Linked DNA regions of Mus musculus: region 2 is linked to region 1. The links are chromatin contacts, called in public HiChIP or PLAC-seq maps. All regions are on one chromosome and are shown on one strand. The core of a region is the stretch at or near the end of the contact, and the rest is flanking DNA. Distances in the headings are between cores, read along the strand shown. Region 1 overlaps Dtnb (dystrobrevin, beta). Region 2 overlaps Dnmt3a (DNA methyltransferase 3A).

The links. HiChIP or PLAC-seq counts read pairs in DNA pulled down with a chosen protein or histone mark.
Region 2: an H3K4me3 HiChIP or PLAC-seq map of bone marrow-derived macrophages shows a contact between it and region 1, with 7 times the contacts expected there. The contact joins two enhancer-like sites. A contact is called at or near these places in 3 of 39 promoter capture datasets (the C10 cell line, cranial neural crest and hippocampal neurons), 9 of 484 Hi-C or Micro-C datasets (the HL-1 cell line, the HPC-7 cell line, bone marrow-derived macrophages and 5 more), 16 of 115 datasets of contacts at active chromatin or transcription factors (DN3 thymocytes, the HL-1 cell line, the HPC-7 cell line and 9 more) and 3 of 9 other capture datasets (adipose tissue, liver and pancreatic islet).

What each region holds. Positions count from the first base shown.
Region 1 is chr12:3,658,214-3,664,592 of GRCm38.p6, forward strand. The region is part of intron 8 of Dtnb (dystrobrevin, beta); the gene reads left to right. Among named protein-coding and RNA genes, the nearest start is that of Dtnb, 89 kb to the left of the region's middle. Within about 2 kb of position 4,633, at least 95 of the 459 cell types and tissues checked have an H3K27ac peak or open chromatin away from gene starts, as enhancers often do. A contact at or near this core is called in bone marrow-derived macrophages, cortical neurons, hippocampal neurons and 1 more, where this site is marked.
Region 2 is chr12:3,884,442-3,890,977 of GRCm38.p6, forward strand. The region is part of intron 6 of Dnmt3a (DNA methyltransferase 3A); the gene reads left to right. It overlaps Gm31623 (a long non-coding RNA gene), which reads right to left. Exons shown (of 3, transcript XR_003950161.1): 2 at 234-4,710. Among named protein-coding and RNA genes, the nearest start is that of Gm31623, 7.0 kb to the right of the region's middle. Within about 2 kb of position 3,315, at least 118 of the 459 cell types and tissues checked have an H3K27ac peak or open chromatin away from gene starts, as enhancers often do. A contact at or near this core is called in bone marrow-derived macrophages, cortical neurons, hippocampal neurons and 1 more, where this site is marked.

The DNA.
Region 1 (6,379 bases), core at 3,383-5,882:
ATCAGTTAATTCCCTTGTTGTAGCAACGTAATTCAGCAGACCAGCCCCTACAGGTCTGTTCCTACAAACAAGGATTTTATTATTGTGTCTGTGGTTCAGGGGTCTAGTCCATCACTGCAGGGAAATGGTGGTAGGAAGCGCCTTGATAGGATAGGAGACAGAAAAAGAGATGTGCTTACTCAGCTAGCATTCTCTTTCCCCACTTTTATTCAGTGAGGGACCCCGGCCTGTAAAATGGTGTTTCCCAAATTCAGAGTCAGTTGTTGTCCCACCCCCCCATCTCTACCCCTTATTTAATTCTCTCTGGCAATGCAGACATGTCCAAAGGTGTGCCTCATTAATGTCCTAGTCATTTATTGATCAAATCAAGTTGACAATGAAAATTATTATAATTAAACAAAATATGATATGATATGGTAGCAATAGAGGTGGTAAAGATGTGTGTGTGCGCATGTGTGCATGCATGTATCTGTCTGTCCCAAGGCTTCATATGTCAGGTAAGCATTTTACCAGGGAGTTATCTTAGTTTCTAGCTTAGAAAATATAAAAGGGACTGAATTAGGATAACTTATAAATCTGCATAATGGGACCAAGGAAAAGGGAAAGACACACCAAGACTGTCCTAAACCACTTGAGTGGTAGAATTGCCATTGGCCAAAGAAGGGCAGGCTGTGGGTGGTGAATACCTCGTCCAATGTTCAGTTCTGGTTTTTTTGAGGTAGGGTCTCTTTCTGTGCCCCAGGCTGGCCTAGAACTCAGGGATCCACCCTCCAGAATGCTGTGTTTAAGGCATGAGTAAGTGTCCAGCTCAAGGGTTCTGTTTCAGCCATGTTGCATTAAGGTAGTGTCCATTTGGAGTGATTGAATAGGCCACTGGGCATGAATCTATAGTTTGAGAGCGTCTGAGATAGACTTATACTTAATACATATATTTAAATGCATATATTTAAAGCTAAATTAATGTATAATAATATTTGGATTATTTGGCACAGGAACAAAGGGTAGGGACAAAAGCTTAATTAAAGTCAATCCAAGAAGGAAAGGCACCCCCGCATACTGGCACGCGCCTTTAATCCCAGCACTCAGGAGACAGAGGCTGGGGGTCTCTCTGAGTTTGGGGTCAGCCTGGTCTACAGAGTGAGTGACAGCAAATGCAGACATTTCTTGAAGTGGACATTTATGTCTAGCACTTTCTCTACCTCTGTGCAGGGTTTCACTGGATAGCCTCGCCCTCCTGCCTCAGCCTCACGCTGTGATTGAAGGCTTGTACTGGTGTGCCCAGCTCTACTTCTGAAAACAGTTCTCCTTTAGATCAGTCCCATTCCATGTCCAAAACACACACACACACACACACACACACACACACACACACACACACACACACTATACACACTATACAGCATGTGCATGCACACACCATATACCACACACCACAGAGAGCACAATACATGCACACAGCATACACAATACATACCATACTCACATACACACACACCCCGCATACACACCACACACTGCACACCACATACACACACACTTGCAGCTAGCCTCTGAATTGAACACCACCTTCTACACACACCTGCTAGCCTGTCTAGCAGGGTAAATACTGACTGCTGATGGTTCTGGGGAGCAGAAGAGCATGGTCTTGCTGTGGAACCTGCAGACCTCAGGAATAAAGAATAGGAACAAGCTGGGCGTGCTCCCTTCCATCTCCATCACTGAGCCCCGGGCTAAGATGGGGAATGAGTGAGGGCAGACACCCCTTCACCTAGAAGCAAGGAATGGAGGGTAACTCTCAGGTTTATATTCAGGCTTGCAAGGGAAGTAGATCATTCAGGCTATCTCCTCTGAAATGCTTGCTTCATGCCTGTGTAACTTTGCTGTTAGAGCTGCGGTGCTGTAGCATTTGGTGGTACTCAGTTGCACAATAAACCACCAAAAATAAAACCTTAATGACAAAACACCATAATCATCAGACTGTATTTCTGACTTTGTGTCAGGTATTTGGGCAGGATGTGTAGGCCAGCAGTTCTCAACCTTCCTAATGTGGAACCCTTAAATACAGGTTCCCCCCCCACACACACACACAACCATAACATTTTTGTTCCTACTCTGTAACTGTAATTTTGCTACTGTTATGAATCACAATGTAAATATTTTTGGAGATAGAGGTTTGGCAAAGGGGTTGCAATCCATAGATTGAGAACTGCTGGTATTAGGATTGTCTTTCTCAACTCCATGTTTTCTGGGCTCTTTCTTGGGATGATTGAAATATGTTTGTGGCTTGAAGGACTGGAGGCTTCTTCATTCCCGTGTCCACTGCCACTCTAGGCTATCAGGAAGGCCCACCACGCTGAAGTTTTGCAAGAGTCCAGCAACATCTGCCCTATTCATGTGCTGCCCCTGGTGCTTGGCACCCGTGTTTTAGGAGACTTTGTCTAAGCCAGAGCATCTAGAGGCCAAATCTTGCAGGCAGACACACTGGGCAGAGCTTCCTGCCCTTGCCGTCTACCACACCCTCTAGGCTGGATCTCAGCCTAGGAGCAGGACAGTGGGCATGGAAGGGTGGAGTTGCTGTGAGTCCAGATGGGAGGAGAGAGCTTTGGAAACACAGCATACCACACACAGGACATTCCAAACAAGCAGGGCTTTCCTTATAGTTGATGGAACCAGAGAGATGTTCGTGGTTTTGTGCTAAATTTTCTTTATCTTTTTGTTTTGTTTTATTGTTTTTTTGTTTTGTTTTGTTTTGAGACAAGGTTTCTTTATGTAGCCTTGGCTGTCCTGGAACTTGCTTTGTAGATCAGGCTGGCCCTGAACTCAGAGATTCACTTACCTCTGCCTCCTGAGTGTTGGGATCAAAGGTGTGCATCACCACTGCTTGGCTGAATTTTACTTATAAAGAGTCCTTTACAGCACTGCAGAGGCAGAGACAGAGGCAGAGGCAAGCCTAGTCTACATAGTGAGCCACAGGCCAGCCAAGACTGTGGGTTAGATGTAGTTAGGGTATAGAAACACACAACCAACTTCTCATCCCCTGCCTCCCTGTCTGCCACTCAGATCTCTGCCTTCCCCAGTTTTCACTTTACCAAGGTCAGTCTGACTGACTCCCACCTTGGTATTCCAGACGGTGAGGGTGTTGGGGAAGAATGGGAGAATTTATGAAAATATTCTTGGACCACAGATGTGGTTCTTAGTAGAATATCTTTAGTTACATAACTAGGGGAAGTGACCTGAAAATTTCATCTTTCTAGCCAGCAGATGGCAGACTGCACCTTTGAACAGTCTTATCCCCTTTAAAAAAAATCTATAAATAAGGAAGTAGTTTTTGTTTAACAAGATGTTAAACAAATATTACTGTTTTAAAAATATTAGTGATAATCTCATATAATTTTTGAAGCATTGATACAAAAATTTTTAATATAAGGAGTCATATTTATCAGAAACAATTTTCCTTCCTTCCTTCCTTCCTTCCTTCCTTCCTTCCTTCCTTCCTTCCTTCCTTCCTCCTTTGAGATAGGGCTTCTCTGTGTAGCCCTGGCTGTTCTGGAATGCACAGAAATCTGCCTGAGTACTGGGATTAAAGCCATGAATTACTGCTAGCATCTATCTCCTTGTACCTTTTATTTTTATTTATTTTTTATTTTTTATTTTTTTGGTTTTTTCGAGACAGGGTTTCTCTGTGTAGTCCTGGCTGTCCTGGAACTCGCTCTGTAGACCAGGCTGGCCTCGAACTCAGAAATCCGCCTGCCTCTGCCTCCCAAATGCTGGGATTAAAGGCGTGCGCCACCACGCCCGGCTTCCTTGTACCTTTTAAATTCTAAAAGATAATCTGATAGTCTCTTCAGGGTGGAAAAAGTATGCTTATTGGTCATACTTTTCCCAGTTTCAAATGGATCTATGTTATATTTAATTACTACTTTGCAAATAGCACAAAATCAAATAGGAAATTATTTATCTACCTACCTTCCTTCCTACCTACCTACTTACCATTGAGACAGGGTCTCACTATGTAGCTCTGGCTGTCCTGGAACTCACTATGTAGACCAGGGTATCCTCAAATTCACAGTGATTCCCCTAGCTCTACTAGAATTAAAAGCATGTGCCACCATGCTCAGCCTGGATATGGAGATGTGTCTGAATAAATTGTAGATGTATATGAGTGCTGTACTTACATATATGCATGTGTGCTATTTGCATGCCAAGTGCCCATGGTGTTCAGAAGAGGGGGTCAGATACCATAAAACATCAGTTATGGATGGTTGTGAGCCTAGGTCCTCTGCAAGAGCAACAAGTGCTCTTAGCCTCTCCCATCTCTGGATACAAGTTTTTAATGCATAAAATAGCACTCCCACAAATAGGAAATGGGGCACAGACTTGAAGTGTAAAACAAAATCTACAAAGTCTGCTTTTTTTTCTTTGTCTTTTTCTTTTTCTTTTTTTTTTTTTTTGTGCCCAGGTACCCTCAGAAGCTACTGAGTCAGTGCCTGCCTTGGCTGCTGCCCTGTGTCTATTGTTGGTGCAGTAAAGCTGCCAGCTGTGTCCATGGCACCAGCTTGGTGCTGCTGTGCTCTCAGCCCACTCCAGCTGGGCAGCTCCTGAGTCAGCAGGCTGCTTCTCTTCCTCTGTGTGAGTTGAGTCTTGGCCCCCTGGAAGAGCCCCACCTCTCTTAGCTCCTGCTGGTTTGCTGACTATTGTCTCCACCCTTTGTGTATTCAGGAGACAAGTGAATCATTGTTGAGGTGTAGTCTGGACTCTGTTGAGAGTGTAGGAAAGGGTTGCTATTTTGCAGAGGCCACAGGCAACACCCAGGAGCACAGCCTGTAAACTAGAGCATTCTGTTGCTGCGTGAAAAGGCACTGCAGATTTCATCACAAGTCCAGGTAGAGTGTGGCTGGATTCTCACCTCCAGACCCCTCGAACCTGGCATAAGGTGTCAGCCATGGCTCAAGTACCATTAAGATTTCAGGCTTTTGGGGAATCTTGCCCATTAACTGGTTGTTGGCAAAATACATTTTGTTTTTTTTTCAGCTGTGATTCCTGTTTTCCTTTTTTTTTAATTTACATGATTATTCTTTTAAGACTTATTTATTTTATGTATATCAGTACACTGTAGCTGTCTTCAGACAAACCGGAAGAGGGCATCAGATCCCATTACAGATGGTTATGAGTCACCATGTGGTTGCTGGGAATTGAACTCAGGACCTCTGGAAGAGCAGTCCGTGCTCTTAACTGCTGAGCCATCTCTCCAGCCTGATCCCTGCTTTTCTATTCCTGGCCATCTGCGGTCTTTTGCCACGATGAAGCTTACATAAGCCATTTACAACATGGGCATCGCCTGCCTCCAAGGCCAGCTGGAGTGCATCCCGTGATTGCCTTTCCTACCGTTGGGGTGGACTCCCTCTTTCCATATAATGTTATGTAATCTAAAGAAAGGCTATGTTAGCATATTCATGTTCTCCCATGGTCAAGGACGGTGGGAATATGACAATGAGTTATTGAGGGTTAGTTTCTCATATTAGTCATTCTGGTTATTTTATTTCTTGCTTTTCAGTTTAGTACTTCTAGAACATTACACCTGGCATCTCTTAATTTAAAAAAAAAAAAGTCTTAGAAACATGAAGATGCTGCCATGAGGCACACACTCCAGTTTGCTGCCCTCCTCCAACTGCTCTTATTCCCGACTTTCTTCTGCTCATGCCCCTTCGCTCCAGGGCATGGGTTCCACATCCATTGTTATCTCTCTGGTAATTTTACTGTCTGTGGAGTTAAGCCTGTTAAATCCTGGCCATACAGTCTCTTGACTTCTCCAGTTCTGATGATCTCCTCCACTGAGCCTCAAACATCTGGCCCACAATCATGCCGGATGTCTCGCCCCATCTAGCTGCCCTCCTTCCCGAGCCACTGAGAGCAGTTCTCTTTTGACAACCTCTTATTGTTCCCGATTTGTTCCTCCTATTTCACTAAGGTCGTTCTTTTTTTCTTTTTCTTTTTCTTTTTGTTTTTTTTTTTTGTTTGTTTGTTTGTTTTTTCAAGACAGGGTTTCTCTGTATAGACCTGGCTGTCCTGGAACTCACTCTGTAGACCAGGCTGGCCTTGAACTCAGAAATCCGCCTGCCTCTGCCTCCCAAGTGCTGGGATTAAAGGCGTGGGCCCCGACGCCCGGCAAGGTCGTTCTTTAATATCCCTCCATTTCAGACTCATTAGCCAGTCTGCCTGGTGTTTGTCGGTACTTTCACTTCTTTCCTTATTCATTTCAGACATGACCATTATTCATGTGTTGTTAACTCCTTTGTGGATATGTGTACATTGATGTATCTTCCTGTGGATACTTGCTTATGCGAGTATCGTTCCTCAGGTGCTGTCCTCCTTGTTTTAT
Region 2 (6,536 bases), core at 2,065-4,564, 220 kb after region 1:
ACAGCTGCAAGGAGTGCAGTTTTATGGTTTGCAGAGCCACAGTGCCCTGCGTTGCCATAGAATTGCCACTCTTCCCGGCCTCTGTCAGCCTGTGTCTGTATTCCAGCTCAGATGGGCTGAACAAGAACAATTCATTCTTCTGTATGTTTAAAAACTGATGTGATTTGCAAGGAAATGGTGTGTGTGGGGGGGTGGAACCAAAGTTCAGGCAGCAAACATTTAGTTGAACTCACTTTTTACATCCCAAGGATGCTGACAGAAGTCAGTGGTCAGCTAGGTGTGCTGTCTGTCCCACTAGGTGGGAGGATCACCTGAGCCTGGAAGTTGAGGCCAGCTTGGGCAGGAGCAGATTCTAAAAAAACAACAGCAACAACATATCAATGTTTTAAAGAGTATGTGTTGTCCTACATCACTTGGGCAGGCATCCAGAGACCTGTCCTGAGCCATAGAAGCCAGTCTCTGCGCAGCACCTCAGCAGGCTGGGTATCAGCCCTGACCCTGGAGGCTGGGCTTATTAATGTTTGAGAACCACTAGGCCTCTGGAATGAACAGAACTGAACCTCGCCTAGAGCCCCGAAGACTGCCTCACTTTCAGGGAGGTCAACCAGGAGCTGTTTGTTTAATCTGCCTGGGGCAGATTAATCACACTGGGAATTGAACGACAGCTCAGGTCTTCAGGTAATTGGACAGTGCCTGCTGCTGGGGTTGCGACTCTCACTTTCTAAGCCTGGTTGGGGGGGGGGGGAGGTGGAAAGGCCGGAAAGGACCCAGGCTTTGATTTAAATTTCCTCTTCCGGATGGAGATGGAGGCCACCCCATTGTTTTCGGCAATAGCCAAGCCAGCATTCTGGGCTCCTCCCATCTTCTTTGGACCCTGAAACTTGAGAGGGTCTGCATGCCTGAATCAGAATGGTGGTCCCTCTGCCTCTTCCGCTGACCCCTGGATTCTGGAGAAAGGTTGGGGGAGGGGTAGAATACTGTGTTCCTCTTGGCACACTCTCCCTACTGGGGGTGATTAGCACCTCTCTGCAGACTGAGGTTTCTCCAGGGTGATAACATCCACTTGAGCAAACTTATCCTCAGGTACTTTCTGCTCTTGTGTTAGCCCCTCTAGCTTCCTTAATCCCATCGGTATTGGACAGATGGTTTCTCTAGACCTATTAGACTGGTTAGAGAAGCTAGGTGGTCACGTAGAATCCTGTCATCACTGTCTGGTAAGTGAGCCCTGGGTCTGTGCCGCATAGCCTTCCCCACCCCCAAGGTCTCCTCAGTGTCTCTTGCCCAGGTCCCCAGATATAGGCATCAGAGGAACAACAGTGTAGGCATAGGCAAAAGGGAGGCTGGCTGGGGGACTGGCTCCAGAGCTGCAGGGAAATGGGCAGAAGATGGATGGCCATGGTGGCATGAGGAAGATGTAGCAGGAACCCACAGGCAGCCTGGTGGATTGGAGCTTCCAAGTATGGGAGAGAACCCAGGAGCTCGGTAGGGCTGGAGAGTGCTTGGGCTAGTCACACAGGGTGGGTGGAGTCAAGGAGTCAGCAAGAAGGAAGGACTGGCTTTTAGGCTTTTAGTGGATCCTCTAACTTCTTCATTAGATGCTGCTAATGGGAATTCTCCCAAGGTCAGCAGGCTCAGGCCACTGCCCGTCTCTAAGGATAAATGAATATGGCTTACCTCATGCTTCTCACACCATCTGCTTGCTACCAGGAAAATAATGCCATTGCAGGTGAGCTGCAGAGCTGCCCACCCTGCCCTAAAAGCTTGGAGGTTACATCTATCCCTACTTTGCATCCCTGGAATTCTCCTACCTTTGCTGGTCCTGGCAGCCTCTGATTTCCCTCTGCACGTGGAGGAGGCATCACTAGCACATCATTTACCGTCTAATTGCTGTCTTGAGTGAGGGCTGTGGTTTATGTGTGGTGGGTCCTGGGCACACAGTTAGGTGTGAGTAACAGGAACATGGCAGCTCATCTCTTCCACCTTCTTCCCCACCCCTCCCCCATGTTCCTCCCCCAGCCTGGCTACCGCAGGTACTCCTGACTCAACTATCTTGGTTGTACATGTGTTTCAGGGAGTCTCACAATTGGGTCCAGAAAATGGATCTGGTTAGTGGGGGTTGGGTGTGTGACTTTGGGCCAAATGCTACTTTTAGGAGCTGGGATCAAGGTTCTATTGCATCCGGCTGGCACCCCACAGTTGTCATGGTGACCCTTTCACTTTATCTTTGAAGGTGGATTTCTCTTTTAGTTTGAATCATCTGTGCCACCTTTCTTCACTCGCTGGGAAGCAGGCTTCCCAGCCACCAAACCCCACCCCCTTCCCCTCCATCCCCCACAGGGAACAGCTTGTCCATTGCTTTGATTTGGGGGTGGGGGGGAGGAAGCTCTGGTCAGCATTGAGATGTGGGAGTGCCTCTCTTTTCTAGACCACTTTCTCAGCAGTTGGTGACTCTGACCCTCCTGGTGGGCTCAGTCCTCTCAAGGACTCTGTTACTCACTTGTAACCAGCACACAGCCTGAGCTTTCTGAAGTCCCCAAACTTGGCTGATGTTAGAATTACCTACGCTAGTTTAAAAAGAGCCGCGGTCTCCAGCCACGCCTACTGATCCGCGTCGGCAGGGCCTGCTCATCAGGATTTTTAAATCTTCCTCTGGTAATTTCTTGTTGTTGTTGTTGTTTTGTTTTTTGAGACAGGGTTTCTCTTTGTAGCCCTGGCTGTCCTGGAACTCACTGTGTAGACCAGGCTAGCCTCTGCCTCCCAAGTGCTGGGATTAAAGGCGTACGCCACCATGCCCAGCCTTCCCTCTGGTAATCTTGATGGGTTTAAACCCCAGTGAGTGTGGACCTCTTCTGACAAGGACACCTGTGAGAGGCTAAGGGAGAGGAAAAGATGGACTGCCCAATGTGGCCTTCCTTACTGACCTTCCTGGGCTCCCAGGAGCCTCTGGAGCCCCCAGCTGCTTAGCAGGTGTTTCCTGGTCCCATTGGTTAAGCCAAGTCTTGACCCCTACCTCATCCCTTAGGAGAAGCCTGGAGGGAGAGAATGAAAGAAAAGGGGAGATGTTGCCATAACAACTAGCTCTAGGCAGAGGCCTCCCTTCCAGGGGCTGGTACTTTACCCCAGACCTGGTGGTTGCCATGGAGATGAGGTACTGAGGGACAGGGGAATATTTACCCCACTTGAACAGTAGTCAGAAGCTGCCAGAAGGCAGAGCATCTCTAGGTGGGAGTCCCCCAGCCCAGCCTTTGCTCTCCTGGTGAATGTCTGACACTTTCTCTTGCTTGGTTGCTCTCTCTCTGACTGTTTCCTTAGCAACAAGTCCTGCTAACTCCAGGCTGTTGGCTCTGAGGCTATTTTTAGCTTCACTGCCAGCAGCTCAGTCCTGGTCATTTGCTTGCAGCCTCCATATGGGTTGCACAGGAATAGGAAAACGAACATTTCCTGGCAGCTTTGGAGAGCCCTAAACCAGGACCTCCTGGCAATCATTAGAATGTCTGCTATGGGCAGGATCTGTCTGCAGATGAATGCAGGGATGCATGTAGACAGGAAGCTCCTGAGGCAGTGTTGCATTCAGCTGCAGTATTCCTCCACCATTGCAGCAAGGTGCCCTGTCCACAGTTTCCACAGGAAGACAGGAAGGAAGATTCTGTGCCTGCCCTCTAGGGAGGTGTAATCTCATGGAGATGAGTCCAGCCCTCTTCCTAAGAGGCAAAACCAGCTGTCTGTGAGATTATACAGTGGAGTGGCAGGGAGCAGGAAAGGAGTAGGAGATAAGGAACAGTGGGGAGAGATGGGGGAGGGGTCTGAGACGCCGTATCCAGAACTTTCTGCGATAATGGGGTTGCTCTGTATTCTGTGCATGCACCCACAATGGTGGTTCTTCAACACATATAACATGGCTGATACAACTGAGGAACTACAGCCTAATACTTACTTAATTTTAATTAACTTAACTTATATACACTAGCTGCTACTTCCATGGACAGCCCAGGGTTAGAGGAACTTTGTTGGTGGAGAAAGCTGGTAAGCTAACATAAGTTAGCCAGGGTTTCAGCTGGTGGAACCTGAAAGAGAAGGGCCCTGTGGGAGGGAACAGCAGGTGGGTTCAGAGTGTGGAGCTATGAGTACATATCAGGGAGACCTCTACTTTGTAGGGGCCTTGAATGTCATATGGAATGTTGGCTGCTTCACACTGAGGCTTCTGTGGACTGAGGGGCAAGTTCAGAGCAGATATCCATTCACACTGACCTCATAGCCTTTGCTATGTCTCTGGGTCTGGTGTCTGCAATGAGTGCAGATAGGCAGAAGGAAGAAAAGATGTAGCGATTTCCCATGTGTGGCTGTACAGGAACCATAGGTGGTGCCTGTCCTGTGAGTGACGGCAGCAGTGGCATCAATCCCTCCTTCACATGCTACGGATGCTGAACTCAGAACCAAGGTTTGTCAAGCTGGTTGAGTGACCATCACCCCTGGCCTCCAGGCAGTGCTGCTCTCTGTTTAGCGATCTGGCCTGGAGGCTCGCCTTACCTCTGTGCAGCTGGAAACCCACGTTTTCACAGCTTTTGTATGGTGCTTTAATGTCCCAGGAAAGAAAGCAAGGACCAGGAGAAAGGAAGCTTCCTGGCTTGTCACAGGACACACACGCTTGCCCCTTGGAGCGTAAGGCTTGTCAACACGACACTTCCTGGCAGTTTACTGGTATGAGTATCACTGGAAAATGTAATAAGATGGAGTTTGTCTGAAGAATACCTGAAGGCCAGGTGTAGCAGTACACACCTGTAGGAAGATGAGTTCAAGGCTAGCCTTGGCTATGTAATGAGTTAGAAGCCAGCATGGCTTGCACCCTGCAAGTGCAGCCAAGCTAGAGAGCACTAACTTCTTTCTGTGAGGTCTGAGGTGTTGACTGAGCCTGTGGAGACTGCGGTGAACAAGCCTGTTATAGTCCTAGTCTCTGAAAGGTCAGGGGGCAGCAAGATGAGCCAGTTCAGAACTCCCTTCCATTCTAGGAAGTGAGAGGGTCCTAGGGATCGAACCAGGGTTTGAGAAAGTGGTCTACGGTGGAGCTACAGCACAGCTCCAAGCTCACGGCTTCTCCTCCCAGCTTGGGTAGCCTGACTAAGTGGCTTAGACACTACCACTGTGATAGAGTCGAAAGGCGGGGGGCAGTAGAGTTTCCTGGGGGGCGGGGAGCAGGTCCTTTTCTCTTTTAGGGGACGTTTGTACTCCTAAGGTTTTCTTATTGCTATTTTTGAGCCAGCATCTCACCCTGTAGCCCAGCCTGGCCTCAAACTTGAAATGACCTACTAGAAGTGATCTCCCAATCTCTCTGCTTCCTGTGGGAGCCATGGGGGCTGGGATTACAAAGTGCACTATCAGACCTGGCCCTGAACCCATACAGTTTACATAAAGAACGCCTTTTCAGTTGCCCACCTGCTCTGATGGTCTCAGGGTGAGTTGGAGAGATCCCCTTCCTGGTTCATCCCTTCACCTCGTTATACCCGCACCTGTTCTAGCTGGTGTGTGCCAGCTCACTGGCTGGGAGCCAGGCACCTGGGGTGTTACCTCAGTGCCTTTAGGATATTGGTTTTCCTAGCTCTAGAGGGCTGATGTCATCACCCCTATTTTGCAGATGAGAAAACAGACATCTTGGGGTTAAGTGGTCTGTGTCAAGGTCACCGCAATGGGATCAGGTCTTCCCCAAGCGTTCCAGCCAGATAGCAGCGGCTCCCTGCTGGGGCATTCTCCTTCAGTTCTTTGTTCTAATTCATCTTGCAAACTTAATCCTGGCTAATCTTTGTAAAATACTCATTCACCTTGTTTTTCCAGAACATCTGCCTTGTTACAGAATATCTCCATTCAGTGCTTGACCCCAGTCCCACTACTCAGCCATTTAGCTTTAGTCAAAATTGAGAGGGTGGGTGGAAGAGTTCTTTCTTCCTTCTACCTGCTTGCCACCTCCAAATCGTGGTTATCTTCTGATCTCTACTGTCCTATCTCTCACCCACACCCTTCATTTGATGCAGCCTTCTGCTATCTGCTTGGTGGTTTGGGTAGTTATCCACACAGGAGTTTGCTTTTCAGTGATTCCCCCTTCCCCCACCCCATCTCCCCAAGTCTAGTGGAATCTATCAACTTCCTGAGAGCAGGACCAAGTGTCCATTTCTGTATCCGATGATGCTCCAGTCCTCTAATGGGGGGGGGGGCGGGGCGCCAGGAGTGGCGTGTGTGTGTGTGTGTGTGTGTGTGCGCGGACACACACACACACACACACACACACACACACACACACCTTGGGGTACTATGTCTTTGCTCAGGAATGGCATGAAATGGCCTACACTTTACCTGGTGGTTCTAGGAGAGAGACACTAGCACGTGCGTGGGAGTGTGTCTATTACTATTACATAATTGCTGAGACAGGGTTTCGTGATGTTCAGGCTGGCCTTGAACTTGTGTTAGTCAAGAATGATCTTAAATTTCTGATCTCTGGTTTCCCAAGTTCTAGGATTACAGGTGTACTTCACCACCAAAAGTTTGAA